Linked DNA regions of Mus musculus: region 1 is linked to region 2. Evidence: chromatin contacts called from public HiChIP or PLAC-seq data. All regions are on one chromosome and are shown on one strand. The core of a region is the stretch at or near the end of the contact, and the rest is flanking DNA. Distances in the headings are between cores, read along the strand shown.

Evidence for each region. HiChIP or PLAC-seq counts read pairs in DNA pulled down with a chosen protein or histone mark.
Region 1: a contact with region 2 is called in an H3K27ac HiChIP or PLAC-seq map of regulatory T cell precursor, with 17 times the contacts expected there. The contact joins the promoter of Dck here to the enhancer-like site in region 2. A contact is called at or near these places in 3 of 39 promoter capture datasets (the C10 cell line, the HPC-7 cell line and pre-B cells), 3 of 484 Hi-C or Micro-C datasets (CD4 T cells, LSK cells and memory CD8 T cells), 4 of 115 datasets of contacts at active chromatin or transcription factors (bone marrow-derived dendritic cells, large pre-B cells, pro-B cells and 1 more) and 1 of 9 other capture datasets (adipose tissue).

Annotation. Positions count from the first base shown.
Region 1 is chr5:88,763,747-88,767,498 of GRCm38.p6, reverse strand. Dck (deoxycytidine kinase) reads right to left here and starts at 2,486. Exons shown (of 7, transcript NM_007832.4): 1 at 2,153-2,486. The coding sequence starts at 2,243.
Region 2 is chr5:86,084,919-86,088,268 of GRCm38.p6, reverse strand. Stap1 (signal transducing adaptor family member 1) reads right to left here. Exons shown (of 9, transcript NM_019992.4): 5 at 1,447-1,619. Among named protein-coding and RNA genes, the nearest start is that of Gm24524, 6.8 kb to the right of the region's middle. Within about 2 kb of position 1,283, at least 99 of the 459 cell types and tissues checked have an H3K27ac peak or open chromatin away from gene starts, as enhancers often do. A contact at or near this core is called in the HPC-7 cell line, LSK cells, bone marrow-derived dendritic cells and 4 more, where this site is marked.

The DNA.
Region 1 (3,752 bases), core at 1,237-3,736, 2.7 Mb before region 2:
CGCAGTTAGAGAGGTGGTATACAAGGCTTTGATCCCAAGCACCCAAAAGCAGGTAGAAAAAAAACTCTGTGAGACTGAGGGCCAGCCTGGTCTACACACAGCAAGTTCCAGGCCAGTCAGGACTGTAGAGTGAAACCCTGTCTGAAACAAAACACAAACCACAACTAGAAAGTCACGGTTAACTAGCAGAGTCCCTAACGATGAACGTGCATCACCATTCTAAGTCATTCTGAACACACTGAAATGAGCCTCCGCAAATCTAACCTAGGGAATAGCTCTGCAACCCAGAACATGAGACAACAGGTTACGTAACTATGCAACTAAAAATGACCAAGCAAACCTCAAATTTTAGGAAGAACCTAAGAATTACGAACTAGTCTTCGCAGATTGCGTAATTTTTACAGTAACAGGTTATTTGGACCTGACAGATGAGATAAGGTGATGTAAACAACTATACAAGAGCAATACAGTGACAAGCCTTAATCTAAATGGCACTTCCCCAAATTGACCTGCATGCCTAGTGCTTGCCAAAGCTTCAGAATTTTTTTTTTTTTTTTGGTCAATGAAAAGATCTAGATGCTTAAGGGAAACTTGTTAACTGCTAGTAAGCAATCTTTCCTAATCTTTCCAGTGCAGTTGGGGGTCAGAGAGGGATGGCAGGCATGGATGGCACTACTGAATCTGTATGTGGAAAGATAGCTCTGGATGCAGAGAAGCAGGAGACGGAGCGGCCCACTCACAATTTTTTCCAGTGCTGGGAAGATTAAAGCAGTACGAAGGAAAGGAGATGGAAGACTAGATGTATGTTGCCTACATGAGCTTGAGAGAAGGGAGATAATCCATTATGATCTGTCCATTGGAATTTACCCTGAAGATGACTTTACTGAACACTTTCTCCCATCATTCATATGGTCATCTTCATCCACTAAGACGCCCTGAGGATTCTTACTAATAAACATGGCATCGCAAAGAACTTATAAGAAAGGAGGATCTCGGCCACAGAAGTGTGGAGCAAGGAAAACTTGCCCTCTTTGTGTCTCAGCTCGGCTCTCTTGAAGCTTACATCTGCTGACCTTCTTTCTCAAAGAGATGGTGCTTTGAAGGTGGCAAAACTGAAAACATCCGCTGCATACATGAATAGTCAGTACTCAACCTGCAGGCACAAACCTAACAGCTGTGCCAAAACAGGAAGCGTCGGTTGGTTCCCAGTGGTAGGAAATGTAAAAGAATGGGCAATTCAAGCTCACCTTGCAAAATGACATGCACAGTGTAGCTCCCCCAGTAAGGTTAAGGGCAGAAACTCTAAGAGTCTTTAAGCCAAAACTCAGTGCTTACCTGTACGTGGGAAAGGGAATAAAACATTGCACACTATCAAACTCATTACCTGCTTTCCTCATATGTGTAGCGTAGTGTTAGGGATTGCTACAAACGCCAACCCAAATGGTGACAACAAAGATGTGCTATATACCACTCATTGTAATATTACTTTCTTTTTTTTTTTTTTTTTAAAGTATTACACTGGGCCAGGCGTGGTGGTGTATTCTTTTAATTCCAGCACACAGGAGGCAGAGGCAGGCGAATCGCTAGAGAGTTCAAGGCCAACATTGTGAGTTCCAAGACAGGCAGGTCTCAAAAGTGAGACCGTCTCAAAAAAAAAAAAAAAAACAGAACAAGAAATAAAGTTCTGCAGAAATAAACAGCATGGGTGAGTTTTAAAGGCACTCTAGTATACTAAGCAAGACACAGAAAACAAGACACTCTGGTTTTGTTTAGGACATCATGGGAAAACAAAACTGGCAGGGATTAAAACAGAAGCAGGTCAGGGCTTGTAAGGGGATGGGAAGGGAGAAAGAGCTGACTACAAAGAAGCGCAAAGGGAACTGGGGATGTAAATGATGAAAACGGTCTCAATTTTGCGGTAAAACCGCAAGTCAGTGAAGCCTACCTGAAGAGCACACCTAAAAAGGGGTTCGCATACCTAAGTTACATCTCAAGAAAAAACAGTTCCCAACAAAGGGTGCACACTGGTCCAGAGCGCGCCTCACAAAGCCCCCGCTGGCGCCGGGCCAGACGAGCCACCGCGCCGGCGCGAGCAGGGCAGCAGGGAAGGATCCTGGGGCACCAGCACAGCACCGCACCGGGGACACCTTACCGATGTTCCCCTCGATGGAGATCTTCTTGATGCGGGTCCCCTCGGAGCTGGTCGAGGGAGAAGGGCAGAACCTCTTAGGTGGGGTGGCCATGCCTAGCTCCAGACGGCTCGGGTGCGGAACCTGCAGGGACACGGCGGCACGGGCGGCTCCGGGTTGCAGCGTCAATCTCGCGCCGGCGGGACCCGCACTTTGACTTTGGCGCGCGGAGGCGCAGGCGATTGGGCAGACCGTGGAGAACCCGCCCTGACGGCCCCGACTCCCACCCTATACGCCTCGCCCTCGCGGGATCTGCATGTCTGTGGTTCCTCCGGGCGGGCCGGGCGTCCCAGGAGCGCAGGGTAGGGGGCGGGGCTTGTGAGGAGAACCCTGAGAGAGCCGGGCGACTGACCGTGCGCGACGAGCTGTGAGCCGGAGGGGGCGGGGCCTGCGGGATGAGCAGTGGGAGGGCGGGGGGCGGGCCTTGCGCAATGAGCTCATTCGAGGGCAGGGGCGGAGCTTGAGCGAAGCGCCTAGGGAAGAGTAGGGTCAGGCTTTTCTGGACCAGCCCTTTGGGATCCTGTCAGGCTTCGTGGTTTGAACTTTTCCGGGAAGAAAAGTAAGAACTAGTAATTTCAAACTAAGAGCCTCAGTAGGTGTCTCTCACAGAAAACGTGTAGCTGTCCGTCACTGTCTTAAGAGTTATTTCGTTAACCAGCGATCTAGTACCATCCACCATACAGGATAGTGCCTAGAATGAAAGGAAGGGAGGGAGTGGCTACTGGTTTAAAGTCTGGGACCAGAAGTGAGACTGGAAACTGGCATCATAACACCCAAGGTCTCCACTTTAATTTGCATGCTACACCGTGCTGTTTATAAAGTTACCTAACACTAGGTATGTTTCTCAGCAGCATGGCTATGACTTAACATTGCATGTCCATGGCCTAACATGTAATTAATGTTTAAAGTCATATACACATGTTTATACATAGAGATGTACTCTGCACACACACACACACACACAGCATTCTGCTAGGTTGAGCTAGAGAGAGGTGCTATTTAATCAGGGTATAGACCTGGTAAAAAGATTACCCATCTGGAAGTCAGATTCAAATTATCTACAAAAACAAAGGAACTTATTTTTTTTTTAGCGTGTAACTATCATTTGACCTAAAATATGTCCTAAAAATGGACCTAGCAGCGGAGAAATGACGACTTCTACAAAAAAAGGAGCAGGTATTAAAGTGAGTTGTTGGACTGGCTGGATTTAAGGCCCACTCCATGAGATGTAACACATATCTGACACTGCTCAGGTGGCAATCCAAATACTGTTCTGCTACAATAACTGAACAATAAAATGATACCTAGTGATATCCTATAGGTCAGTATCTCTTGTAGCCAGCATCAGAGATGCTTCTTTCTGCAGAACCAAACCCACAAAGGCATAAAGTGCAGAGAGGGAGACCTTGGCATACTCTGCTTTAAATGGGATGTCTCCACCAAAGCCCTCTCCTCAGGGCTCTGGGAACCTTATGGAAAACGATGGGGAAAGTCTAGGAGTCAGAGGCAATGGAGGACACCAAGGACACAAGGCCTTCTAAACCCACCATGACCAACACACAC
Region 2 (3,350 bases), core at 34-2,533:
TGAACTAACCAGTACCCCCAGAGCTCATATATTCTAGCTGTATATGTAGCGGAAGATGGCCTAATTGGCCATCATTTGGGAAGAGAGGCCCCTTGGTATTGCAAACTTTATATGCCCAGTACAGGGGAATGCCAGGGCCAAGAAGAGGGAGTGGGTTGGTGGGGAGCAGGGCAGAGGGAGGGTATAGGGAACTTTCGGGATAGCATTTGAAATGTATATAAATAAAATATCTAAATAAATAAATAAATAAAAACTTCCCTTTTTTTTTTTTTTTGTCTTTTCGAGACAGGGTTTCTCTGTGTAGCCCTGGCTGTCCTGGAACTCACTTTGTAGACCAGGCTGGTCTCGAACTCAGAAATCCGTCTACCGCTGGGCATAGTGATGCTAGTGATGCACGCCTTTAATCCCAGCACTCGGGAGGCAGAGGCAGGCAGATTTCTGAGTTCGAGGCCAGCCTGGTCTACAGAATGAGTTCCAGGACAGCCAGGGCTACACAGAGAAACCCTGTCTTGAAAATGCCCCCCCCCCAAAAAAAAAGAAATCTGCCTGCCTCTGCCTCCAAGTGCTGGGATTAAAGGCATGTGCCACCACTGTCCCCTGTTTTATAATGCATGTTATATTCAGTGAAATGTAATCATCATAGAAAATTTTGACAGAGTATATAATATATCCAAAGTGTTATCAGCAACTATCTTTGAGTGTAGCGACAAGAATTAATTTTAATCTTCTCTTTATTTATCTGCAATAGACATATTATATTCTTCTTGGAACAAAAGAAAAAGAAACAGTCCATGTGACTTTTATTTTATGAATTGATCCCCTGTCTAGTTTGAGCTGGCAGCATTGATTAGCAGGTTCCAGTGGACTAGGCATCTGAACATAATGTCATGAAAAAAACCAGGATGTGTTTTAATGGCAAGAGCATCAAAATCCCCAAAGGAGAAGGCCCATAATATGTTCCTCAAGAAAGAAGACGTATAGGATGCTTCAGAATCCAGGTACTGTCCTAGTACCTTTTAAAAAATGCTTTACACAAAGCTTTCCTCAGAAGGCAAGTTCAATGCTCACTGATCAACCAACTGAATACAATATTCTAAGAATTTAAAAATATTTGGTATACATGATGATAAATCATCCAGTTATAGAGTCTCACATATCTATGCCATTTCCTTCCTTCTTCATAGCAACTTTAATTTAGGTTTGAGCTCCGGAAGGAGATCTATTTAGTCTACATGTGTGGGTGGAAGGGGATTTCCTCTGTGGTAAGAGTTAGTTCAAATGCACACAACGTTGATCATGACATAAGAGAGGAAGTGTGGCAGGGCTCACAATTGGTCCCCAAGATATTTAGCATCCCTGCTGGCAACACGTTCAGGTAGGTAGTGCTACCTGGTAACTAGCAATTAGTCTTAACTGAATGAATAAACGAGTCAACTATGCACTTACTCAGGCAGTGGGTTCAGTACATCCGCATAGTCTTGTACTGGCTCCTTCTCTTTCTCCGGAGGCATAAGAGGCAGCTGATCTGTCTCAATCCTTCTTTTCTTTTCTCTCTCTAAGACTTCGTGCAGTCTAATCACTTGCCCAGGTAGAAGTGACACATGCTGAGGAACTGTCAACTGAAACCAGTTAAAACAGTAGGCAAACTAAAGCTGCAACCAAATAGCATACTGGCTTTAGTATAGAGGACCTTGTTGGCCACAAGGAGTTGTAGTGACTTAGTATCCATTCTCAAAGACAAATGGACAGAACAATAAGAAGATTCCAGTCTAACTTGGGCATTACAGTACTGCCCCTATATCAACTAGAACCTGCACAGAGGTTTGCTTGGTTGTTTGCAGAACTGGTTGGTTGATGAGCTGGTTGGTGGGCTGATTGTTTGGTGGACTGGTTGGTTGGTTAACTGGTTGGTTGGTTGGTTTATTTAGGTTATTTTGTTTTGTTTTGTATGTTTTCTTTCCATACCGTCCCTCTATGTGGTCCTGGCTGTCCTAGAACTCACTCTGTACATCAGATCAGTAATCAAACTCACAGAGATTGACCAGGTGCTGGGATTAAAGGTGTGTTACCAACATGCCTAGCTGAGATCATAGTTGATCTGGTCTTAGGTAAAAGTAAACATACTTTTTACTGTGAGCTAAGTAGCAACCAATCTCTCAATTTTTTTCTTTCTTCCTTCCTTCCTTCCTTCCTTCCTTCCTTCCTTCCTTTCTTTCTTTCTTTCTTTCTTTCTTTCTTTCTTTCTCTCTTTCTCCCTTTTAATTTTTTTGGTTTTTCAAGACAGGGTCTCTCTGTGTAGCCCTGGCTGTTCTGCTCTGTAGACCAGGTATTTGCCACCAACACACAGCTAATCTCTCATTTCTCATTCTAAACTCACATACCTTTGTAATGCCCAAGAAGTTTAGTATCGCCAGGAGATACCTTATTTTCCTACAAGTTAACTTGGAAAAGCCCCACATTATTCTGAGAACGTGGGTTTGAGGTGAGCAGGTTTACACTGCTGGGGGTTCACTCCATTTCTAGCCATCCATTCATATTTAAACATGTTGATATTGCTCTTCATGTTAGTTTCGTTGTTCTCTAGAAATGTGTTTTGAATTCCATTATCCATGTAGAAATGTGTTTTGAATTCCATTATCCATGTAAAGTCTTGTGAATTGCATTCACATCTCAAAATTTAGTTGGGAACAACCTGTGCTTTCTGGGGAAGTATGATACAACAGTTTTCTACCTGTGACCTTAGCTAGCTAGTCAGTATTTGCGGACAGCCATGTCTGGTTTATAATTTGGCCACCAGAGGAGAATGAACATTCATCAGGTAACATTCAAGAGAATCCATGTGAGTAGAAAACTTCACTTTCAATTTTCAATTTAGCTAACCCCCCCCCTCTCTCTCTCGTGTGTGTGTGTGTGTGTGTGTGTGTGTGTTGTCTAGTCCCATGCTCTTGGGACTCAGGAATGAGGAATGTCAAATAAAGCAACGGGGCAGCTCGTGCTCCTTGGGCTCCTCTGCTAAAGGCCTAAGAATGTTAGGGTAGTTGCTTCCCTTGATACTGCCTTTTCTAGCAGTGTGGTTTTGATTGAGTCACCCGAACATGTCCTACTAAATTGCTCTCAGACGCAAGTCTAGTTCCTCATTATGCTCCCCTGGAGCAATAGTCAGAATAGTGGAACATTTTAACAAATGATGTATTCACACGCAGCAAGTTGATGCTCTGCCCTAAATATGTATCAAGCAGAAAATCATAGACGAAGTAGATCTCCCTCAGCCCTTGCTCACCAATATTATTTCAGAACAGTTATCACAAGGTGAAGTGGGCTGTGTTTAGTAAAATTATTATTATTATTAT